Linked DNA regions of Rattus norvegicus: region 1 is linked to region 2. Evidence: chromatin contacts called from public Hi-C data. All regions are on one chromosome and are shown on one strand. The core of a region is the stretch at or near the end of the contact, and the rest is flanking DNA. Distances in the headings are between cores, read along the strand shown.

The links. Hi-C and Micro-C count contacts between places; a contact is called where the count stands out from the background.
Region 1: a contact with region 2 is called in a Hi-C map of the A7r5 cell line, with 4 times the contacts expected there. The contact joins two enhancer-like sites. A contact is called at or near these places in 12 of 12 Hi-C or Micro-C datasets (the A7r5 cell line, the Rat2 cell line, Schwann cells and 7 more) and 1 of 1 datasets of contacts at active chromatin or transcription factors (oligodendrocytes).

What each region holds. Positions count from the first base shown.
Region 1 is chr1:180,288,987-180,294,317 of GRCr8, reverse strand. No RefSeq gene overlaps it. Among named protein-coding and RNA genes, the nearest start is that of Rnu6-651, 80 kb to the left of the region's middle. Within about 2 kb of position 3,292, at least 21 of the 93 cell types and tissues checked have an H3K27ac peak or open chromatin away from gene starts, as enhancers often do. A contact at or near this core is called in the A7r5 cell line, where this site is marked.
Region 2 is chr1:180,222,128-180,227,379 of GRCr8, reverse strand. No RefSeq gene overlaps it. Among named protein-coding and RNA genes, the nearest start is that of Nucb2, 40 kb to the right of the region's middle. Within about 2 kb of position 3,274, at least 1 of the 93 cell types and tissues checked has an H3K27ac peak or open chromatin away from gene starts, as enhancers often do. A contact at or near this core is called in the A7r5 cell line, where this site is marked.

The DNA.
Region 1 (5,331 bases), core at 2,043-4,542, 67 kb before region 2:
TCCACGAACTCATGAAAACTTAATGATCTGTGAGGGGTTGGGGTGGTGTAAAGTGGCTCAGTGGGTAAAACGTATGCCACAAAAGCATAAAGCCCTACATTCCAATACCCAAAACCCACTTGAGGGTATATACAGAAGAAGGAGAAGAGGAGGAGGGGGAGGAAGAAGAAGAGGGGGAGGAGGGGGAGGAGGAGAAGGAGAGAGAAAGAAGAGGAAAAGGAGGAAGAGAAAGAAGAGAAGAAAGATTAGCCACCCATGTTTGTTAGTTTCTGTCACTGTGATAAAATACTATGAGCAAGAGCAACTTGGAGAAGAAAGGTTGTATTTCAGCTTACAGCTCTCCAGTCATACTCCATCACTGAGTAAAGTCAGGGTATGAACACAAGAACTGATGCGGAGAACAAGGAAGAACGCTGCTTACCGGCTTGCTCAGCCTGCTTTCTAATAGCAACCAGGACTACCTGCCCAGGGGTGGTGAGCTGGGCCCTTCTACATTAACCATCAATCAAGTAAATATACCACAGGCTAGCCCATGGACCCATCTGGTGGGGGCATTTTCTCAGTTATAGCTTCTTCTTCCCATATGACTCTAGCTTGTGTGAAGTTGACATGAAACTAGTCAGAACACCAGCTCAAAATATCAACAGCACTGAGGTTGAAGGCTCTGAGTTAGGCCGACCATTACAATTCTTTGTCCAACACAGAATGCTTTTGAGGCGGCCAAGCCGGGACGGCAGACATACAGAAGGAAGAGTTGCAGTGAGCGAGAGTATCTGGCTATTCTAGTTCACGCTGTCTGAACAGGAGGTCAGACCCTCATCACCAGAGGCTGAGGGCCAGAGGCGCACCACCCCCTCCACCCACAGCCAGTTACAGGATTACACAGACGCTTACAGTTTTTACTTCTCTTTGGTGCTGCTGTCAACCCTGAGGTTTCCTTCCATGATGTCATTAAAACCTACCCCAGTCCCCGTACCTAAGGGGGGCTGCCCGGTTGTCCCTCCCATGGACAGTGCTTGGGAACTCTGTCCCTGGCATGGCAAGAGACTGCTACCTCCCTCCCCAATTAACCTGCTGAGGCACTGACGGGCAGGAAGAGGCTGCTGAGGCGAAGGGGAGCAGGAGCCTCACGATCGACTCCGCAGTTCCTTTTTCATCTCGGAAGAGCCAATTTCAAACTTGCCTCGGGTCATAAAAGAAATTAATTTGATTCTCTCAACCTTGCTCTGAGTGGACACATGTCCTCCACCGCAGCATCTGCTCAGTCCAGAATGAAGGAACCATCCCCTTGAAACGAGTCCCATTTCAGGGTTGAGCCAATATTGTCGCCTGGAGTCTGAGAGCAGCTGCCTGGAATACGCTGGGCTGTCTCTTTTGCTGGTAAGTTTCTCAAAATAGTTCTCATATCAAAGGCAAGACCCAAGTCATGGGAGGGCTGCTCTCAAGGACATGTCCTGGAAGAGGTAGTCCTAGGCATACCCCCCAACACACACACACACACACACACACACACACACACACACACACACACACACACACACACACACACGTTAGCTCCAAGTATCTTCCACATTAATAATCACAACCATGTTGAACCTTGTGTGTGTGTTAGCCACCGTCCCTGGTCTCACTCAGCTCCCAAGAGTTAGACCCAATTGTGATAGACACATTTAGGGTCGCCCACTTTGTGAACCTCTCCCCTTGAGTAGATGGGACCTGACATTTGCTTCGAGATAGCTAAGGCGACAGCATCCTGTTCTGACTACATTTTGTGTTTGCTTAGGTAATTTCTAGCCCTCTACGCCCCCTCCCGCCTCAGTTATGTCCACCGTGGCAGCACGTTTGAGATTTCCGTGACCTTGACTATTGTCCAGAAGTATTTACAAAAACAATCGCCAAGTTCTGGCTAAAATAGCTCCTGTGCTCTGCCAGGAATGAACACTTTAAGATTTCTCTGACCCTCGTGGAAGTTCGATATATCTTTGTGGGTTTGCCTTTTAAAATGCTATGTCCCTGAACTTGGGCACCAAGACCTTTTCCAGAGACCAAGAGGATAGGGACAGATGGGACAATGAGACAAAACAGAACTACCAGTGGCAAAAATCAAGAAATCAAACAACTACAACTCCCTGGGCCAAACTTTCTCATCATGCGCTTAATCATTTACATTCTTTGCACAGTTGGCTGAACCCGAACCAGATCTCTCAGGAGAGGCATAACCAGAATACAGGGTAACCCACACTACTGGCATGCTGGTTTAGTGGGGGAGGACCAAATCAGGAAGAGGGCCGCCCAAAGAATTGGGTCTTCTTTAAACCTAAGCCCATAATCTAGAAAAGAAGCCCTTCCTTTGGGGCCTCTCCTTATCCAAAAGGTTCCAGGCACAGACTTACTTCCTGGGAGTGTCAGGGGGACTCTGCCTTCCTGTTTGGGAAAATACCTACTATTCCGGACCTCTCTGCACTCACTGAGTGAAGGGCGGCCCTGGAACATTTGTCAGGGCCCCCCTCCCCGCCCCCAACCTCTGCCTGGCCAGGAGTATGGCTCCCCGTGGAGCATGGGGAATCTCCCTGAGGTGTACCCGAGGTAATTACTGATAACCATTCTGATTAAGCCAATTAAGAGTTCTGAGTCCAAAAAAAAAAAAAAGAGTTCTGAGTCCTTTATTAATAGTTCGGTCCTCCCCTCTACCCCTCTACCCACCCCTCGACACTGCCTCCTGCCTCCCCAGAAGGAAAGAGTCTGCGGAGTTTCCCGCATTGTGCCACTAGGTGGCACCCCCTGCATGCCTTTTTTTTTTTTTTTTTTTTTTTTTTTTTTTTTTGTCTTTTTGTTTTGTCACTGGAAAGTCTGCAGCTGTTCTGGATTCTGCCACTGGGTGGCATGCAATTATTTGTCTTTTTGGCGCGGAGCGGGGTGGGGGGAGTCTTTCCTCTCCAGGACGGAGGGAAATTCCAGTCATACCAATCCAATCCTAGAGTCAACTGTTTGTCTCTGCTACCCGTGGATTTTCGCTGAGTCTCACAACAAGGGAGCTGTGGCAGGTCTTTAGTGGGGTCTTCTCTCATTGCCAGAGCTGCCAGGTTGGTCGTATTACAACTTCCTTTAGTCAATTAAGTTGAGGACTACGACTCAAAACTTTCACACCTTTGGAATATGTGCTAAAAATTTTTCCCAAGGGTTTGGAGAGAATATGGGAAAAGAAAGGCTGCGCACTTACTTTGAGATTAACTGGTTCTCTTATGAAGTGAAATGGCCATCTACCCGTTCCCTGGACACGCCTATTGTGAAGGCAGTCTGGCTCAAGGTTACATTGGCCCGCACTTGTCCTGATCCGGTAGTTTACATTGATCAGTGAGGGGCTCTCGTTCACGCCCACCTGTTCAGCTTAAAAGCTTTGCTTCTAGGGATTATTCTGCTGTTTTGTGTTCAGTTGGAGCCTCCTGATTGCCCCCACCCCACCCCCAACCCCTCATCCTAAGTCAGTAAACTTGATTCCTCCCTCTCTCCAACCCCCTCTCAAAAAGCCTCTGAACAGAAAAAAAGGCACCAAAAGCCCAGTTCCACATTCCCAACAATCCTGACAGCAGTCCAAACCCCGCCCCTGAAGTTGCCAGCCACTGGAGCCACCTTAGATGACCATAACAGGGCACAAGCCCTACGTCACTTTCTTTCACCTACAATCCATAAAAATCCACCACAGCCTGCCCAAGACTTTTCCCTTCTCACTCCCTGAGTCTGGTAAACTTGCCTGGGAGCCCTAAAAGCCCAGTCCCAAATAAACCTGCCCTTTTTTTACTTTTAATTCGGCTTGAATTGCCTTATTTCCTTGCTGAGAAAATCTACTGATTTGTTCTCTAAAACGTTCCTTGTCACTCGCCCCCCAACACGTGTCCTGAGACCTTCAGAAACCAAGGACCCCTCACCCCACTGCCCCCCACAGCCCATCTTCTCCATTTCTTCCACCTCTTCCAGATTCTCGCACACACACACACACACACACACACACACACACTCACACTCACACACACACACACACCCCTCAGGTGCCTTTATCCCATCCTGTCCCACCTGTCTCTTTCCATCCCTCCCCCTACTCCCACCCCTTCTTCACCCACTTCCCCTTCTGGATCTACACTCTATTATTTCCCTCCTGGGGGAGATATCCAGTTCCCCAACCAACCCCCTCCCATACCAATTTCTCCACCATTGGCTTCCCCCTTGAGGTCCCACCATGCCCCAGACTCAACTCGAACCCCAGCCTCTATTGTTCCATTGGTGGAGATGCTGTGCCCTTCCGGGACAGCTGCTTAGAGGAGGGCATTGCCCTTACCAGCTTATGTTCTTTTGTCTGCTTTGAATCTGTATAACTGGAAGACCCAGGAACCACTCTCTCTTTGTTGGATAAGTCCCAGGCCTAATTGCCCTACTGGATTCTGTTCTCTGTATCCATTGCCCCATTTGAAATGACTGCTGACAACTCCTTCTGAGTCCATTTTGCTTCCGAAGGGGGAAACATTGGGGAAGAGGCAAGAAAGCGTTTTTTGGTACTTGATACTGAAAAGCTAGTTACTTTGGACACATCAAGGGAACCCAATGCATATTCCCTATTTTGTCTAAGACTGTTGGGGTTCTTTAGAACCCAGAAGAGTTTTTAGGGCATTTCTTGAGATATTACCAGCTGCTACACCTCTTTTGATCCACTGTCTCTGGAAAATGCTAGGGCATTAGACTTGGCTTTTGTCACTCGGTCAACTCCAGACATCAGTACAAACTCCAAAAGCTGGCGAGCCTTGGAGGGATGAATACTTCGCATCTTGTCGAAGTGGCCTGATAACCAAGATACTGAGAGACAGGCAGGCTGCCTTGGATGCTGCCTGACCCACGGGCCAGCAGGCCGCATGTGTGCTGGCTGCTTTCCCATCAGCTTGCTTCAGCCTCTACCGCTCATGTCCAACAGAGGAACCTCAAAATCAAAAAGACAGAAAGGAGAGCCACACTGGAAAGGGATCAGCGTGCATATTGTAAGGAAAGGAGACTTTGGAAGAACGGCCAAACCATCCCAAAGCCAGGAAAGCAACAACCCAACCACAAGGGTAGACACCTTCTGATATATTTTTTTTTTTTTTTGGTTCTTTTTTTCGGAGCTGGGGACCGAACCCAGGGCCTTGCGCTTCCTAGGTAAGCGCTCTACCACTGAGCTAAATCCCCAGCCCCCACCTTCTGATTTTAAAAACCCAGTGGGACCAGCTACTAACTCAAAGACCCAAGTACACAGAGCCACAGCCACAGCGCCACTGAGAATGATCACCTCCCACCTCAGTCCGTCTG
Region 2 (5,252 bases), core at 2,025-4,524:
GAAGCATTTCACATTGACTGACCAGGGAACTGTTGGGATCTACCTGTCTCTGCTACTCTCTCCGCCCTGGTGCTGGGTCTCAGATGTGTGCTGGTATGGCTGCTTTTATGTAGGTGTTAGAGATTTGAGCTCAGATCCTTGGGCTTTCCTGGCAAGTACTTTACCCCCTGAGCCATTTTGGGTTCTTAGTCATTTGGCAGCAGATCATGCAACCTGGACAACAGAACAGCCAATCTCAGAATGAAACACAGGTCTTGTCCCAAGCCCATGGCTGATATGCAGCCATGTTCTTAGTAATATAACCAGGCACAGCAAGCTGCACAGCTCTCAACCTGGGGCTCCAATGGCAGCATCATGTACAGCCTGCTTTACCTAAGAATCTTCATGTGGTGTAGAAACAGAAAAGAACCACAGCACAGACAGATAGAGGCGTAATCAAACAGGAGAGCCATAATGTTGACAATGGAAAGCTGAGCTATTTAAATTTCTAATGAATCACATGAGAATCGAAGTATATAGCTATGAGAAGAGGTAACTTCTGTTGCATCATATATACTAGAACAACACAAAGTAAGGAGAGAAAAACCAAGGGTTTTGGTTGAAACTGGCATGTAAACTATGTAATAACACAAACATCTGTTATTTTAAAAGAAACCAAATATGTATAGGATTATGCAGGGATTATTTTTAAAAGTATTAGCCTGGCCAGGTGCATGCTCTTAGAGGGGAATTCCTATGTTAACATATCTTCAAGTATCCTTTTCTTTGGTTTCGGCTAAACGTTTTTGGGAAAAAGAAACTGAACATGTCTAGAAGAATTCCTCCCTCCCATCTTTGAGGAGTTTTGCTTTATTGGTTTGCATGTGTGCGTGGTATGTGTGGTATATTCATGAAGGTGTGCTGGTGCACCTGCATGTGCAGGTCAGAGCAAGATAGCAGGAGTCTTTCTTTATTGCTGTCAGCCTTACTCCTGTAAGACAGGATCTCTCACCAAATCAGAAGCTAGTCTGTCCCAACAGTGAGCTCTCAGGGTCCACCTGTCCTCAACACCCAATGGTGAGGTTGCAGGCATGCGCTCATGCCACAGACATGCAAACATGTCTCACTTTTTACATGGACACTGGGGTTTAAATCAGGTCCTCATGTCTGTGCAGCCATACCTACTGAGGCACCCCCTAGTCTGCTGCCCGCCATCTTTTTATGGCATCAGTTAAGCATGCTCAGAAGTGTTTGTATTTGTTATTTTGCTTTGTTTATTTTGAATTATACTTATTGGTGAGCAAGGTGGTTCCCTCTAACTCCATCTCTCTGGAGACAGAGGCAAATAGATCTCTAAGGCCAGCCTGGTTTCTTGTTAGCCAGGGATATACAATGAGACACTGCCTCAAACAAAAACAAAACCATACAAACATTCCTTTATGGTGTGTGGGCAGGAATGAGTGTGTGAAAGTCAGAGGAATCAGTTCTCTTCTTCCAACATCACGTAGGTCCTAGGGATCAAACTAGGGTCATCAGGCTTGGTGGTAAACACTTATAACCACTGAGCAGCCCTGTCTGCTCCTATATACTTATGCTCACTTAAGCTAAGCATGGCCAAGATGTGGCCACAGTCTCTCCTTCTTCAAATATGACCTTAACCTGAGCACAGAGGCCTATCCTTCTGCCTCAGAGCTAGGAAGTGCTGTGATAACAGATGTCAGCTACTAGGCTGGGCATCTGGGGATTGTACTACCCCACAATATCTTCCTATATGATTATCCACCCACAGCCTTTGCAGAAGAAACCCAATGCACACCTTACTGAAAATAGCATTTCTTAATTCTTTTCTTTTCTGTTCTGCCAATAAGCACTCATCAAGAAGAGAACACAGTGTGTTTGATGAAAAACATATTAGGACTTGTTAATCAATTAAAGATTAATTTGGTCTCAGAGGCAGAGGTAGTTGGACCTCTTTTAAGTTCAAGACCAGCCTGGCCTACACAGCAAGTTTCAGACCTGTCAGGGCCACACAGTGAGGTCCTGTCTCAAAATCAAAGAAACAAAATAGCAGCAGAATGAACTTGGTGTGAAATTCTGAAGTGCTAGAATGTATGGATAGTTTAGGGACACAAAGTTCTCTAACAGGCAAGAAGGTTAAACCGTCATTTAGCACACATTCCTGTAACACAGAAGTAAGAAAGAAAACACCAGCATTCCCACCCTCCAGTATAGTGAGGGCTCCGGATAGCAATCCTTTAGTTAATCAGGCATACATACCTGAGACTCTACTGGAGTTATGTGGCTATGGAAACAGGAAGTGAGTCCTTCATTTCCGTGTCTATAGCACCTGGCAGAGCTGGTGAGGTTCTGGAGCTGGCAAGGATCCGGGTTTCCTGGCCCAGGGGGCAGCTTCCTGCTTGTTGGTTATTCCCACACAGCAGCTCACTGTCCATAGTCTACTCTTATGACGTAGCACCTTGGAGCTGTTTGGCTCTTCTTTTTGGGACAGGGTATCATGCAGCTGCCCTTGAACTCCCCATGTACCCAAAGATAACCCTGAACTTCTGATCGTCCTGCCTACACATCTGAAGATCTGGTATCACAGGTACGTGTCACCCAATTTATGTAGTTGGGGGGTCAAACTAGGGCTTCCTGCATGTTGAACTCCATCCTAAGCCCTAGATCTATTTCTTGAGAAAAAAAATCTCAAAGCCTCCCAAAGATTCTATGAGCTATCTATACTCTTTAATCCCCTTCTATTTTAAAGAATGAGAAAAAAATTCTTTCAGACTATCTCATCACCTACAACCAAGAATTGTGACTCAGAAAGGATTTATGGCTAGTACAGGGGTACTGGACACAGGCTAGCATGGGGCTGATGTAGCTCAGGGCATAGCATGTCTTTTTCTTTTCTTTTTTCTTTCTTTCTGTCTGTCTTTCTTTCTTTCTTTTTTTCCTTCTTTCTTTTGAGATGAGGACTTGTCATATAGTTCAAACTCGTGGCAGTTCTTCTGCCTCAGCCTTCCCAGTGCTAGGATGCTGGGCATTCACTACCACACCCATGAAGGGCACGTGCTCAGCGTCATGTGCAAGGTCATTTGTAGGTTTAAGTCCCACCACCACAAAAAAAGAGGAAAGGGCTGGCATGGTTGAGTAGAAAGGATGCAATGAGACCTACCTCTCAGTCTAAAGTACCAGAGAACAAGATAGCAGGACTCCAGAGTGCTAGCTGCTCACTCCTTCCTTCCTTTTTAGCAAAGTCACAAGGGAAATGTGACTCAGGCTGGGTTACAAAGAGTAGCAATGGCATAGACTGAGAAATGCCCAAATCCTCAAAGAACTGAAAGCCAACTACAGATGTCCTCTTCCCAACGGAATTGGGAGTAAGCACAGGCTCTGGGAACTGATGCTTCCTCAACCTTTCCAAGATCTCTCCCTGAAGGATTTTCTGTACTGGGCTGGGGAGATGGCTCAGCAGTTAGTGGTCTTTGAGAAGACTGGGTTTTAATCCTCAGCACCCATATGGGGACTCACAGTCATCTGTCACTCCAACCCCAGGGATCTCATGTTCTCTTCTGACCTTGCTTAACACCAGGCACACACATAATGCACAGAGATATATGCAGGTAGAACATCCATACCCATAAAATAAAAATAACTAAATCTTAAAAAAAAAAAAAAAGGAATTTTCCCTGTGATAGTAATCATCTCAGGGAAAAGATCCAGTGAAAGCTCTCGTCATCCCTTCCAAACCTATGAGCTAAAGAGCCTCCAAGATGCGCCTTGAGTTTAGACCCCAGAGAAAGAGAGAGCACAGAGGCCAGCAGACAAATGATGAGAGTCTTTCTCCAAAACTGTCCACTGAGGATGTCACCCAGCGGTAGACTGCTCACCTACCATGCAGACAGCTCAATTCAGTCCTCACCATCAGAAAATCGGGAGAAACAAAACGAACCCATATTTAAACCATGTTGGAGTCATACTTTGAACCAAGTGTCCGGGCTTACATCTGCAATCCCAACCTTGGAAGGCTAAGGCAGGAGAGCTGCCATGAGTCCAAGGTGAGCCCAGGCTCTGCAGTGAGTTCCCAGGCAGCCTGAGTCTGTCTCAAAATATTGATGATGATGATGGTGATGATGATGATGATGATGACGACGACGACGACGACGACGACGACGATGATGATACCAAGATACCTGCTAAGACTTGAACTTGTTGGCAAAAACAAAACAAAGCAAAACATGATCCAACCTGGCAATGCCACAGCTATTGGCTAAACCAAGTCTTGAGCCTGAAGCCTACAGCAGTAGAACATGGGCTAAGGCTGCCAGACAAGTAGAACACCCTTCCCAAAGTCCATTCAGGTATGTTCCCAAACATTCAAGGACAATAATTATAGGACAGAACCTAGGGCTCTGAGGACACTGGGTCAAAGAGGCTACTCTCAGAACTGCCAACCAGGGACTGCCTGAGGGGTAAGCAAAGGGATAATCACACCGGTCAGCAGAGAGGCCACTGTTCTTGCCAGATAGGATCTTTTAAGTGATAAAGATCAGCTGTCCTGCTTCTGATTGCTTCTCTCCCTCCTCCTCTTCCTCTTCCTATCCATCCTCCTCCCCTTTCTCCTCCTCCTAACTTTCTTATGGTTCTGGAGGTTGGTAATAGTATTGCTCATGGTAGGCAAGCGCTGTTCCCATAAGCTACCTCCCAGCCTTCCTCTAAGCTGCCTGTCTTCGCAGTTTCCCTGGCAAGGGCAGCCTTTATGTGGTGTTCTTGGGGCAGAAAACACAAGTTCTAACCTGAAGGAGAAGACACCAGAACAATGATAGCATGATCTTGGGCTCATGTGCAGTGATGATGGGTGAGCTTCTCCTTGGAGAGGGAGGAGTGCTCAGGGGAGCACAGAAAGAAATTTAAATGAGGAGCAAAGTGGAATGTGGTTGATTTAAGAAAGTGTTCTCCCAGCATTCCCTAAGTTGAGGCTGGTCACTGTTCTTGTGGGGCATTCAGCTTGCAGGGCATCGAGGAGCAGTCATGTGACCTGCAGTGGTAGGACATGGACTAAAGCTGCCAGCCACATAGGAGGACATCCTCTGAACGTCCATTCAGGTACGTCCCTGAACATTTGCAGACAGTCAAAATATAGGAGATACAAATTCAAATTCTGCTGAGTTCTTCTAGAATATTCCTCACGTCCTTTTCCCTGTCCTTCCTCACTGCCAGGATAGCCAGAGGATAAAATCATACACTGAGGACAGCAGAGTAGAAGAACA